Regions from separate parts of the Anas platyrhynchos genome. Here region 1 is linked to region 2. A link is a contact called in public Hi-C data. All regions are on one chromosome and are shown on one strand. Each heading gives the region's core, a stretch centred on a gene start, on an enhancer-like site or on the middle of the called end of the contact. The rest is flanking DNA. Distances are from core to core; before and after follow the strand shown. Region 1 has its middle 15 kb from the start of USP44. Region 2 holds the start of SNRPF (small nuclear ribonucleoprotein polypeptide F).

The links. A called contact is a pair of places that touch in the nucleus more often than the background predicts.
Region 1: a Hi-C map of F5 follicle shows a contact between it and region 2, with 2.6 times the contacts expected there. The contact joins the enhancer-like site here to the promoter of SNRPF in region 2. A contact is called at or near these places in 6 of 8 Hi-C or Micro-C datasets (F1 follicle, F5 follicle, liver and 2 more).

The regions. Positions count from the first base shown.
Region 1 is chr1:46,761,297-46,767,103 of IASCAAS_PekinDuck_T2T, reverse strand. No RefSeq gene overlaps it. Among named protein-coding and RNA genes, the nearest start is that of USP44, 15 kb to the left of the region's middle. Within about 2 kb of position 3,438, at least 2 of the 8 cell types and tissues checked have an H3K27ac peak or open chromatin away from gene starts, as enhancers often do. A contact at or near this core is called in F1 follicle, where this site is marked.
Region 2 is chr1:46,678,632-46,684,601 of IASCAAS_PekinDuck_T2T, reverse strand. It overlaps SNRPF (small nuclear ribonucleoprotein polypeptide F), which reads left to right and starts at 4,352. Exons shown (of 4, transcript XM_027452307.3): 1 at 4,352-4,511; 2 at 4,623-4,748; 3 at 4,860-4,924; 4 at 5,504-5,634. The coding sequence starts at 4,509. The coding sequence ends at 5,570.

The DNA.
Region 1 (5,807 bases), core at 2,189-4,688, 83 kb before region 2:
TGGAGCCCTTTCCCTGGAGAAGCAGGCAGGCCTGGACACCACCGAGGGCTGCCAGCCTCTCTGTCAAGGGGAAAGGGAGAGAGACACACATCATGCTGCCATGGGGGAGGAAAGCAGCTGGGGAAAGTCACAACACGGCCTGTACCTCTGCTACTGTGCCTGCAGGAGCCCCAGGGTGGCATTGGAGCTTTCGAAAGGCTCCCAGGGGCAATGTCCTGCTCAAACCTGCTGCTGGTTCTGGGGTGCCTTGTGGGGCTGGAGCCTGGACTGCACATCCCAAAGCCGAGGGCCTGGAAAGCAGAGGCTGAAATGTTACATTCCCTGCGCAAGCAGAGCAGAACCCATAAAAGCCCCCACGCTCGTTCAATCCATCATCCAAGATGGATAAAGGCAGTAAAACTGATGATTATCATCTCCACCTTGTGCACAGGAAAACAGACGGCTGGGGAAGAGAAACGACCGACTGCAGGTCCCTGTGGGTTGCACGGCAGCAGTGCACCAACCCATTTCCCTGGCCAAGGAATGAGCAAGAGAGCAGGAGCAGGTATCTGCTGGTGGGGACAGCTCTCGCAGCAGGGCACCCCCTCATTACAAAGGAGCCAGACCTTTATTTATTTTGCTTCCTTAGTGGTTTAATACTTGGAATTTTGGCTTCCTGGCAACTCAGTGGTTTCTTGTTTATAATCTTTCAAAGGAAGATGTTCTGCTGACATTTATGCAATGTAACTGTTTCTCATGCCAAATCCTTAGAAAAGTTTTAAATTGTTGTTTGGTGCTATAAATGCTCTCCTTCCTCGCTCCTTGCAGGACTGAAATGCATAAACCAGATGCTACTCCTGGTTTAGAAATCAAAAGCCTAAGGTATTGCTTTTCCAGACTGACTAATTAAATAAAAGCGGTCATGTCAAGACTTCATAACTCAGGCAAGGCAATGTACACTTACAGCCAGGAGCCAAATGGGACTGCAAAATATGTCAATGACTAAAATATGTGTTCACCTGCTCCACCTATCGCTATATATAAATCATCTGTGAGAGGGAATAACTCTTTCCAGAGGTTGTACTGCTGTGCGGTCGATAGATGTCCCTGCATCAGAGCAGAAGTTGTTGCTCTACATCAGTCTGTTGGTCTCTGGGAGGATGTAAATATATCTGTGCATTAAATAACCATGGCTCTGATGTGTTGGAAATGAAAGACAGGGTTTTCCTCCAGGTCACTGGTATCACAAGCAGCGCTGCCCCTATGGTCCTGGGTGTCTGAACATTTTGCTTGGGTCTGTATGCTACAGGCAAAGTCCTTGGCCCATTTCATAGTCACACACCTACAGAAGACCTAGGGCACTGTCCTAAAAGAAACAACTGGTGTCTTGAGCTGGTACCACTTTGGGCAAATTTTTTTTTGGCTTCTTTACAAAGTAAGCCCCAAATGAGCAAAAGAACTGCATTTTCCTGGGGCAGCCCTGAGCCAGGCCTTACTGACAAAGTGTCACTCGATTCACCAGTTACTTGCAGTCACACATACAGGCCACTTTCTTCTCTTTTTGATGTATTTATACACACATGAGCGCACCAGCCATAGATGCCTGGCTGTGACAAACAGCTGGCTACGTTGCGATCCTGCTGTCCTCTAGTGGGTGTGTTCAGAAAAGCCGGGAGATGCTGCAAGACTTCACCTCTGGTGGGAATGTTTCAAAGTCAAGAGTAACAGCCCTCAGACCCGAAGAACGTGAGGTGTGAGGATGCCACCACTGCAAGGCTCCATCTGTCCAGGCAGGCACCACAGCATGGACCATGAGGGCTTAGGTGATGGCAAAAGCATGGTCTGCAGTCTTCTCTCTACCATTTATTATGGTTCAGAGAGTGTTTCAAGTAAGGGATCACTTTTTAATTATTTTTAAGTGTTTGCACATTGAATGGACATTGAGCAGCCATAGATTCGACCAATTCCTCCCCTCTGCACTAAAATGGTGAAAAACTGCTTTGTATCGTCACCCTCCTCACTTGCAACCCCATCCCAGTCCCACGTGTGGGGGTGCAATGGGTGCCTGGGGAGGAGCAGCCAGGACCCAAGTGGGCTGAGCAGCTTTGTGGGGCTGGGCAGGAGGCTGCAGGCTGCCCTGGGGTTGCTAACACGTGCTGAGCTCTCTCACAGCCACAGGCTTATCTGCAGCCAGGTGAGACAGCCTCTAGGATCATCTCAGCGGCCAGCAATGTTGCTGCCCTGGTTTGCTGGGGCTTTCTACAGCAGGGGAGAGTTTGTCCACAGCTTCAGCAAAGCTTCATCAGCAGCTGTCCCTGGGCTTTGAGAAAGTCCCGCAGAGTTTGGAGACCATCAGCCACATTCTTCCTAAATGAGAGATGCACTTTTGTGGTCAGGCCTTCTCCGACGTTCAGTAATTGTTCAGTAATTTTTAAGACAAGAGTTTTCAACAACCAAGCTTGCAAAACATTTGAAAATAATAAAAATAAAATAAAATAAAAAATAATAATAAAAAAGAAAGCTACAGTTTAACATTCTGCCATAAGAGGGCAGCCTGAGATAACCGCACAATAAGTTATCTTGTGCAGACAATTTTTTATTTAAAAAAAAAAATAATAAAATTATTTATCTCAAAACAAAGCCTTAACTTTAACTTTAGAGGGATTTTTTTTTTTTTTTTTTTTGTAATTGGTTGCATAGAATGATTGTGAAAGGGGAGCATTTACAGTAAATACAATGAGTTCCTCCTTTCCTGGAAGAGAAATAAAGTGATGTCTGAGTCTTGAACTCAGGAGTCAGAGGGAAGAGACTCAAGTTTGTACAGTCATATTCTCATACTAGGAACATGGGGCTGGAATTGTCTCTTCACAGGAAAATTATGTGGTCTACTGTGGTACTTCAGAGAAATGTTTGTAAGGATCTCTCAGGTCTTGCTCCCTGGCAAGGAGGCTGAGTCCTGCCAAAAGCAGGCTGGCAACCACTAGCCTGCTAGTCCCTGCTGAGTTTTTCCCAGTGCACATAATCTCTGATGTCGGAAAAGAAAAACTCAGCCTGGTGCAGGACTTTGAAAGGCTGCCTGCTGCTAGGCTGAGTGCTGGGGTCTGGAAGAGAAAATCTCATCCTCCTTAAGTCCAGACTTGTTTTCCTGTGGAGCTGGGCAAGGCACTTGCCCCCCCTAAGCATAAGCCCCTGATAAATGGATGCTGGATACTTCCCACAGCGTCGTTCACTGGCTACCTCTTGCAGAGCTCCTTAAATTGATGATGCCGCTCTTTCAGTCAGATACATAATACAATTCAGCCCTTGGTTGCCATTCTTGCCCAATTCCCTGGCACAAAATGTAGGTAAATCCAAGAGAAAAGATTAGAGCTGTGGAAGCTGCTGCCTCCCGAGGTGTTGCTGAGGGACTGGTGGGGCAGCCAGCAGAGAGCACAACCCTGAAGCTGGCTTCAGCAACCCTGAGCTTCAGCTCCAGAGCTGTGAGTCCTGGTGTGATATCACATCTTCCTCTCTCCGTTGCTTGAGCATTCTGGTGGCTCAGCCCAAACCCAAAACTTTCAGAGGCAAAAACATCCTTTCTCTATGCTCTTTATCAAATACAGGGTACATTTCATGCTTTTGTTAGCTCAAACAAATACATTTGTTTCATAGCACAGCTTAGGGGCAGCTGTTCATTCAATAAAAAATGAAGAGAGAGCAAATGTTGTTGTGTCCCAGTATCACCCTGAAGGATAAAAATAATCCTTCTCAGCCTCTTCTGAAAGAAGAACAACTGAGGGAGACAACTCTAGAGCCAGCTGGTGACTGATACTGGAGCACAGGAGCAGGTTCAATGTTCAAATCACAGTAGCACCCAAGGGCAGGAAACCAAAGCTTTGGCTTCCAGCTCCAGGATATGAATTGATCTCATAGAAATCAAAGAGCTGTGTCCTCTGGGCTGTGCTATAAAAGACCATCAGGCTGGGAAAGCTGCAATAGCTCCTTGTGATGTTATTGAACCTACTGAGCAAGGAAGTTTGAGCACGCACTGGGCGAGTTTGACCACTGATGTTGGAGAACAGTACCTGTGCACCTAAAACACCGTAGAACCACTTTGGATACAATTTAGGTTTTAAGAAAATAAAGCTCTGGTGAATCTGACACAATCACTGCAACCTTAGGTGTGTGTTTGCTAGATAAGTGCTACTGCATAAATTAATGATGTCCTTTAGCCAGGACAGTGAAATCTGGCAGTTTAAGTTGCTGATTCTGGATTTGTCCTGTCTTACAAATATTTGACGATGAACCTCTGGGCTGTATGTGTTCCCCCAGCTGCTCAGGCATGGAAGTATGTGAAGCCTGATGGTGTTTCCTGCACAGGGTATGCCTGCCTGGTGAGTGCTCTGCTCCCGGTGCTCACCCTGTACATCAGCATCGTCTGCAGAGTCCAGCAGTCCCTCTCTTGCAGTGACATGATGTAAAACCTCTCTTCCGTTAACATGCCCTTAGATTTTCCTTGTCTTGGACTCAGCCTCTCCACTCTAGTTCAACCTGGAGCTAACTTTGAGGCAGGATTTTAGTAAGAAACAGGCAGGGTTATAGACAGATAGAGCTGGGCTCTGCCATAGTTTTCTGACACAAAATTAGCTTAGATTTGGTTTTGGTAGTTCCAGTTAAAGTGTGTTTTTGTTGTTGTTGTTGTTGTTGTTTTTGTTCTTTTTTTTTTTTTTTTTTTTTTTATAGAACAGAAACAAACAAAATCAATATTCTCTCCTTAAGTCTACTTTTACTATCACATATAATGTAATAACATAAATTATTAAAGATAAAGCACCAGATATGCAGAAATAGCTGCCTGTGGGAGGAGGGAATCAAAAATGTCATAGCCTCTTCTGACACTAATACTGAAAAATACTCTACATGGATTTCAAAATTTTGGGGAGGGTAGGAGAAAATGCTATTTCACCCCCATGCCATCAGCATTGGTATTTTGTCTAATATGACACCCCCCCCCAAAAAAAAAAAAAAAGTTAAAAAAAGGTGCAATTCTTTTATTTTGAGTTCAAAGACACAACATGAAAATTTAATAAAATTATTGGGAAAATCTGACGTCAGTCAAATATGTACTGAGTCTTACTGTAATTTTTACTCTTGTTAAATACAGTTAAGGTTTAGCCAATAGTTAGAAATAGAGGTGATCTTGCTTTTGATGAGCAAAAGAAAATCTTTAATGACAGTGATTCTTTGTCATCTCTGTCTGCCATTTTACCTTTAAAATTGAGACTCAAAGTGAGAGAGTGAGCCAATAGCTTCACAGTCAAATGGGAGTCTGCAGTTGGCTATAAATGCACGCAGAGGCTTCCTAAGAGCAAACAACATTCCTCAGCTGTATTCGGGCAGATTCCTTAAATCAGTGCAGTCATGCTCACAGAAGTAAAAAATGGATCTGTCATCTCGGAGGAGCAGCTAGTTCACTGGCATGCTCCCATGGGAAAGGGAAAAGCAATTTTCCCAACTGAAGGAATTAGTCCTTAATGTGAGATCATTGAAATGCAAGTAACAAACCAAAACAGATGAAATATGTGCGGAGTAAATAGATCAAAGACACTGAGATAATTAATTACCAGCGGTCCAGTTCTCAGAGAAAGCACATTCATTCACAAAGAAGCCACTGTACCCGACACTTCTAATATTGATGGCTACATCACAAATTTGCTGATGTTTGTTAATGAGGAAAGACGAAATTATGATTCCAGATATCTGACTGGTTTAAAAGGTTATGTTCTATTTATTTACCTATTTATTTTTATGATAATGTCTTTGCCTACAAATAAACTTCACTACATTCA
Region 2 (5,970 bases), core at 3,103-5,602:
GGGATTTTTTTTTTTGTCTGCAGCCCCTTCCTGGAAAGGCTTTCTGGCCTGGCTGCCCCAGGACCAGCACTGGCTCCACTGGGAGAGGCACAGGCAGCAAACAGCCAGGCAGGCTCTGCAGAGGCTCCCACCCCAAATCCCTCTTCCCTTCAACTACCACAAGAATAGACATATCTAGCCAAATCAATAATTAATTCAGAGCCTTGCAGTGCTACGGATGGAGTTCAGGACATGTTTGTCCCTGCAGCTGCCAGTCAGCCTTGATGACTCAATGGTTTCTTTGGGAACTGTGCCCCTGTTTATTCACCTCATCACTCTGGAATATCACTTGGGCTCTGAGAGAGTTTTCTAAGAAGTTCAGGGATCCTGGATTTATCTCAGTTTTTTAACCCAGTAGTGTTTCTCTCTCTAACTTTCTCCTCTACAGCTATTTTCCTCCTGCTGTCTCTAAAATGGTGAGGGAACCTCTTGTACAAAATCTACTGTCCTTCCACCAGTGGCCCCTGGTGATCCATACACCCAACTGACCGCCCTGTTGCCTTACCACGGCTTCCTCTCCTCCCCCTCCCCAAGATTCACTGTTAAAAATGTGTTTCCTCTGTTTGTCAGGGGGACTGTTTGTCTGAGAGGGCTTCGGTATGAATAAAGGATCATTAAGGTGTAGAAACTGTTGTTGGGTTTATATCCCCATCACCAGAATTTCAGCCAGGGATAGAGGTAAAAAGACAACAGAAGAAGCAGACAAGCTCCTCTGTTAAAATAGTTTGCCACCAAACACGGGGTCTCCAACATTAGACAGGTTTTCTGAGCTCTGCTCAGACTTCTCAAAACACCAGCTCTCGAACCACTTCACTGATCTGAAGCCAGCTATTAGTTTCTATTAAGAAGTTTGTGTGAAAGCAGTTTCCAAATTCCTTCTGCACAATGCTTGGTTCCCCCTCCTTTTTTGACACGCAGAAGAATTCCAGTTTATTATTTATACAGATCACTTTGTTTTCCTCGGTACATAACTTCAATTCCAATTCATTAATGTCAAAACATAAAAGAAACAACAGCACATAAAGCAACAAAAGTTTGCCAAAACCAGAAGATAACAGCTGATAATTAAGGAAGTCCCATTATTTCTTGGCAAAGGAGTCCGTGTTTTCAGAGACACATTCTTAAAGGGCCTCCCTTTAGTGTGGCGGCATAATTCGCATGACTACTGTTTGCACGAACAAATAAAGGTTTTCAATATGCATAAAAGGAGGCTTTAATGTTCTCATAATCCTGTACAATACCCATCACATAGCATCCAAACTCTCCCCCTGCTCCTCAGCACAGTTTAGCCTGGTGGAAAGTTCATTGCAGAGCCACTCCAGAAACCCCCCCTTGTGGGGAGCAACAAGTTTTTATGACTCCACCTTTTACCTGGGCTCTTGCTAGCACACACCTACCATCCCCAGCCTCATTTCATACCAACCCCAGTATGCAGGAAAAAGGCAGAGTGATGCCTAAGATCCTGTATGCCTGCCTCACAGCTTAGCTTGGTTTTCAGCGGTGGGGATCTCAGAGCACTTGCAGACCCCTCTTTTAGATGTCACTACTGGAGCCCAGTCCACATCCCTGGTGAAGATCTGCGATGGGTGGTTATTGCCTCATTCGTGGAGATTTGGTCACAGACAGTGCCATCAAAAAAGACAAGTTGTCAGGAAAAAGATGTTTTACTGGTAGAGATCTCTGTGAAAGTCAACTGCTTGATGAGAAGTTATCATGGCAAAGCCCCAGAAGGTGATGATTATGCCTCACGTGAGGGTTGTGGACAACCTACGCATACTACCACAGCAGTTCCCCAAGTCACCAAGAGCTGATTCAGACCTTCATGTATATTTGTTTTCTTTGTTGGAAAGTTTTTTATACAAAATTTTAGTCCTACTTTTATCTGACACTTTCTACAGAAAATTTATGGGAATGAGCTGATTTCCCATTTCAGCATGTACAGCAAACCTTCTGTTATCCGGGGGTGTCTTTGGTGTGATGTCAAAGTTGGCACTGCTACTGCTCCAGTGAGGATGGACTGTGTGATATCAAAAGCAACTTGCTCAGTGTGGGAGAACACTGTAGCAGAGCAAAACCTCATTGACGCTGGCATTGCCTTGGGAAAGGTGCGGGATGGCCACGCCATACACAGTCCAAAAGTTGGAATGCGAGGCAGCTCTGGAAGTTTCCTTAAGAAATGTGTTTATGACAGGCAGCATGAGGTTATTGCAGGGAGTTCCTGTCTCAGTAAACTCAGCTCAATCAGGAAATACTTCTGGACAGCTCAGCTTTCTCTCAGCAATGTGAGAGCACAGGAGCTGGTCCCCTCTGCCCAGTATTTGGGCGACATGGTGTTTTAATGATGTCAGTGCAGATTTGCACTTACACAGATAATGCTGTCTAATGTGTCCCTCCACCAGACATGCTGCTGCCATCGGATGACCCGCTGCTTACCGCTTTTCCTTAGGAACAAAGTGTAGGCAGTCATGCTAAATGCCCACTCCTGAGCTGTACAAGGAACCCTATCCATCCACCCAAGATCTAAGGTTTGTATTAATCTACAACAAAAACTCTTTCCTGTTCATTTCCTGTTGAGCAACATCCTAAATACCCTGACCCAACGACAGAAAAGAATGCAAACTATTACTTCCCCGATTACATGGGGAAACACAATGAGGACAAAAGGTGAAATTCACTCCTGTGCTGAAGGTCAAGAGAAGACCCACGTAAGCAAACCATCTCTGACTCAGAATGATTCAGTCAACAAAGGAAACAGCAAATTCCTCATGGAGGGGGAGAAAAGCTATCTTGTTTCCTGATTGACCAAGTTACCCAGTCACCTATACCAGACGTAGTCATGCGTTGTGCTTTTGGTACTTCTTCCTACCCTACCACCACGCAACACCCAGGCAACAGCTGAAGCGATTACTGACACATGAATTCATGCACTGATTATGAAACTAGAAGTCAAGCACTCCCACTCTCTACTTTGACTTCAATACTGGTATCTGTGACCCTAAGAAACTCTTCTATTTGTTGGTGATTTTAATAACAACAGGGCTGGAATATTTACTCATCTATCAGAGGAACTGAGTGTATGAAAAACTGGAAGTAATCAGCCCTGCATTTCTTGATACACAGTTTTTCTAACACAAGTAGGTGATATTTGTGATCCAAATTGCTTCAATACCTAAAAATAAGTGTTGTTTACAGATAAAATACTGAAACTGCTACACTGTCATTCACAAATATACACGTTTATCTTTAACAATTGTCAGGAAAGTGCAAAACTGACTCCTACGGCATTATTTTATCCGAGACTCGCACTAAACTCATTGCACCCTGCTGACCCACTGTGAGTCCTGGTGTCAGAAAGCCTATTAGCTTAATTTTGATGTTGTGTCTGTTGCCCAGCCAATACATGAGGAAAACCACTTGGTTTAAATGACCAGAGAAACAAGCATCTGAGTGCATTTTTGACACTTGCTGGCTGAAAAGAATCGTAATTCCCACTCTACCCATCCATAAAAGTATCATAACAGTATCCTAGAAGTATGTAGAGCTGTAGACAGTTAGGATCTGGATAAGATAGGCTGAATCAACAGCACTACCACTCAGATTAATGCAGGTGATGATGGCTTTGCCTTCAACACTTGGGCACTAGTCATTTGGAAAGGCATGTGCACAAAAAAATGAATAGACCTATTAGGGAAATGTATTTACTGAATGTACATGATTTTCATGTTCAGCATTAAATAACAGACACAACAAATAGCAAACAGCACTAAGATTGCCTCATTTATTTGCCTGCCCAAGGTTAACAGCCACAAACGCCGGAGCAGCAGGGTGAGGTTTCAGGAACGTGAAGGGACTGACGCTCTCCACAGCCAAGGAAAAGTTGCGGCAACTCCTCCACCTGAGCCAAGCGCTCGCAGGGACAGTGCGCAGCCGCCCCCAGCCCCTCCCGCCCGCAGCCCGTGAGGCCGCAGGTGCGCACCCGAGTCCTGTACACGAACGGGAGCCCCCTGGCGGCGTCGCAGCCGCACGGAGGCGGAGCGGGGAGCACCGCTGAGGCGGCGACACCCGGCGGACGGGGCGCGAAGCCTCCGCCGGGCTCGCAGCGCCCGAGGGCTGCCCCGGGGCGGCCCCGGGGCAGCGTCGAGGAGGGGGGCGCGGAGACACCCGCCCGGCCCCGCCGCCTGCGCGAAATGGCGGCGCCCGCAGCGCTCTCGGCGCTAACTGCGGCGGCGGAGCGGCACGCGGCACCCGCTATTGGCTGCGGAGGGGCGGCGGGCGGCCGGCTCGGCCAATGGGGTGGAGCGCGCGGCCCGGCCGAGCCAATGGGAGGCCGCGCTTTTCCCCGCGGCGGGTGAGGGGTTAGAGGTCGGCGCGGCGCCCGGAAGGGGAAGCGGCCGCGGCGCCGCCTCCCATTCTCCCGCCGCTCCCGCGTGCGCCCCGCGCTGCTCGGGCCTCGCCGCGCGCCCGTTGCCATGGTGAGGGCGGGGGGGGGCGGGGGGCGGCCGTTAACGGTCGCTAACGGTCCCGGGGCGGGGAGGGGCGGGGGGGCCGCGGGCGGGCGGTGCTGACCGGCGGTGTCCCCGCAGAGCCTGCCCCTCAACCCCAAGCCGTTCCTGAACGGGCTGACGGGGAAGCCGGTGATGGTGAAGCTCAAGTGGGGGATGGAGTACAAGGGCTACCTCGTCTCCGTCGATGGCTACATGAACATGCAGGTGAGGGGCGCTTCGGGAGCGGGGCGGCCCCTCCCCGTCACTGGGGGCCGCGGGGTAGATCCGCTGGGCACGGCTCCTGCGCGGTAACTTTGCTGCTGGTTTCTTCCCAAGCTCGCCAACACAGAAGAATACATCGACGGGGCGCTGTCGGGACACCTGGGCGAGGTTTTGATAAGGTAATTGGGGTGCGTGTAGCGGGGGCAGCATCTTGCCAAACCTTTTCTTATTGTGTGTGTTAAAACTCGTAGTACCAGGTACCGTGTGTCTCATCTATTCTGAAGTGCAGAGTGCTACTGAAACGCACAAAGATTGTAATTTTTAAGCTGAGACCCCATCTGAGGCAGGAAAACAAAAGTATGCGTAAAGTATTTATGATCCCATCTTCAGGTAATTAAATACCTCCTGGGGTTACTGCAGATTTATTAATCTCTTGCCAGTAGTAGAGTATATTAGGGTACCTACTTCGCTGTTGCTGCTGAAAGCATTTTGCATACTCGCAAATTACAGCTATTGCCCATAACTGCAGACTCAAATGCAAATATTTCTTATACATCGTTATTTACTACTTCTACAAACTTTTTTTCCTATTTATAATGAACTTACTGGGAAAGCTGCATAAAGTCAACAGCATCAGTTTGTTAGGCAGGATTTGGCTGTTGCCAGGTCGCAGTGAAGTAGGAAAATGCTTAAAGCAGCGTATATGTGGGGAAAATTGAAATGCTTTCAGCTAAAGTAACTCTTGGTTCTATTTACAGGTGCAATAATGTTTTGTACATCAGAGGTGTGGAAGAAGAGGAAGAAGATGGAGAAATGAGAGAATAGGTGTTTTGTATATCTGGGAATAAACTTTTCTCTTTTTTTTTTTTATTTTCCACAACTTTTGTAATACGGTGTTTACGTGTTGTTGTTACTGTATTCTAACATGGGGGAAGTTAACCCTTTAAAAAGTCTCTAATCTTCCGTTGATGTCCAGAAAAAACAATGCTGGTGGAATAGGCAATGATGTCAACATAAAATGGAAAATTGTAGAATGAAATGCGAGTATTTTAAAAAAAAAAAGAAAGAAAGACAACACATACAAACAAAACCAAAAAACCCACAACCAAAAGTTTTTATTACTAAATATTACTAAATATTGTTAAAACAACACACTGCAAAATGGGACTGTATATACTCAGTCTCATACCTCCAAAAAAAATGAAAAGCCCTTTGTTATCATGCA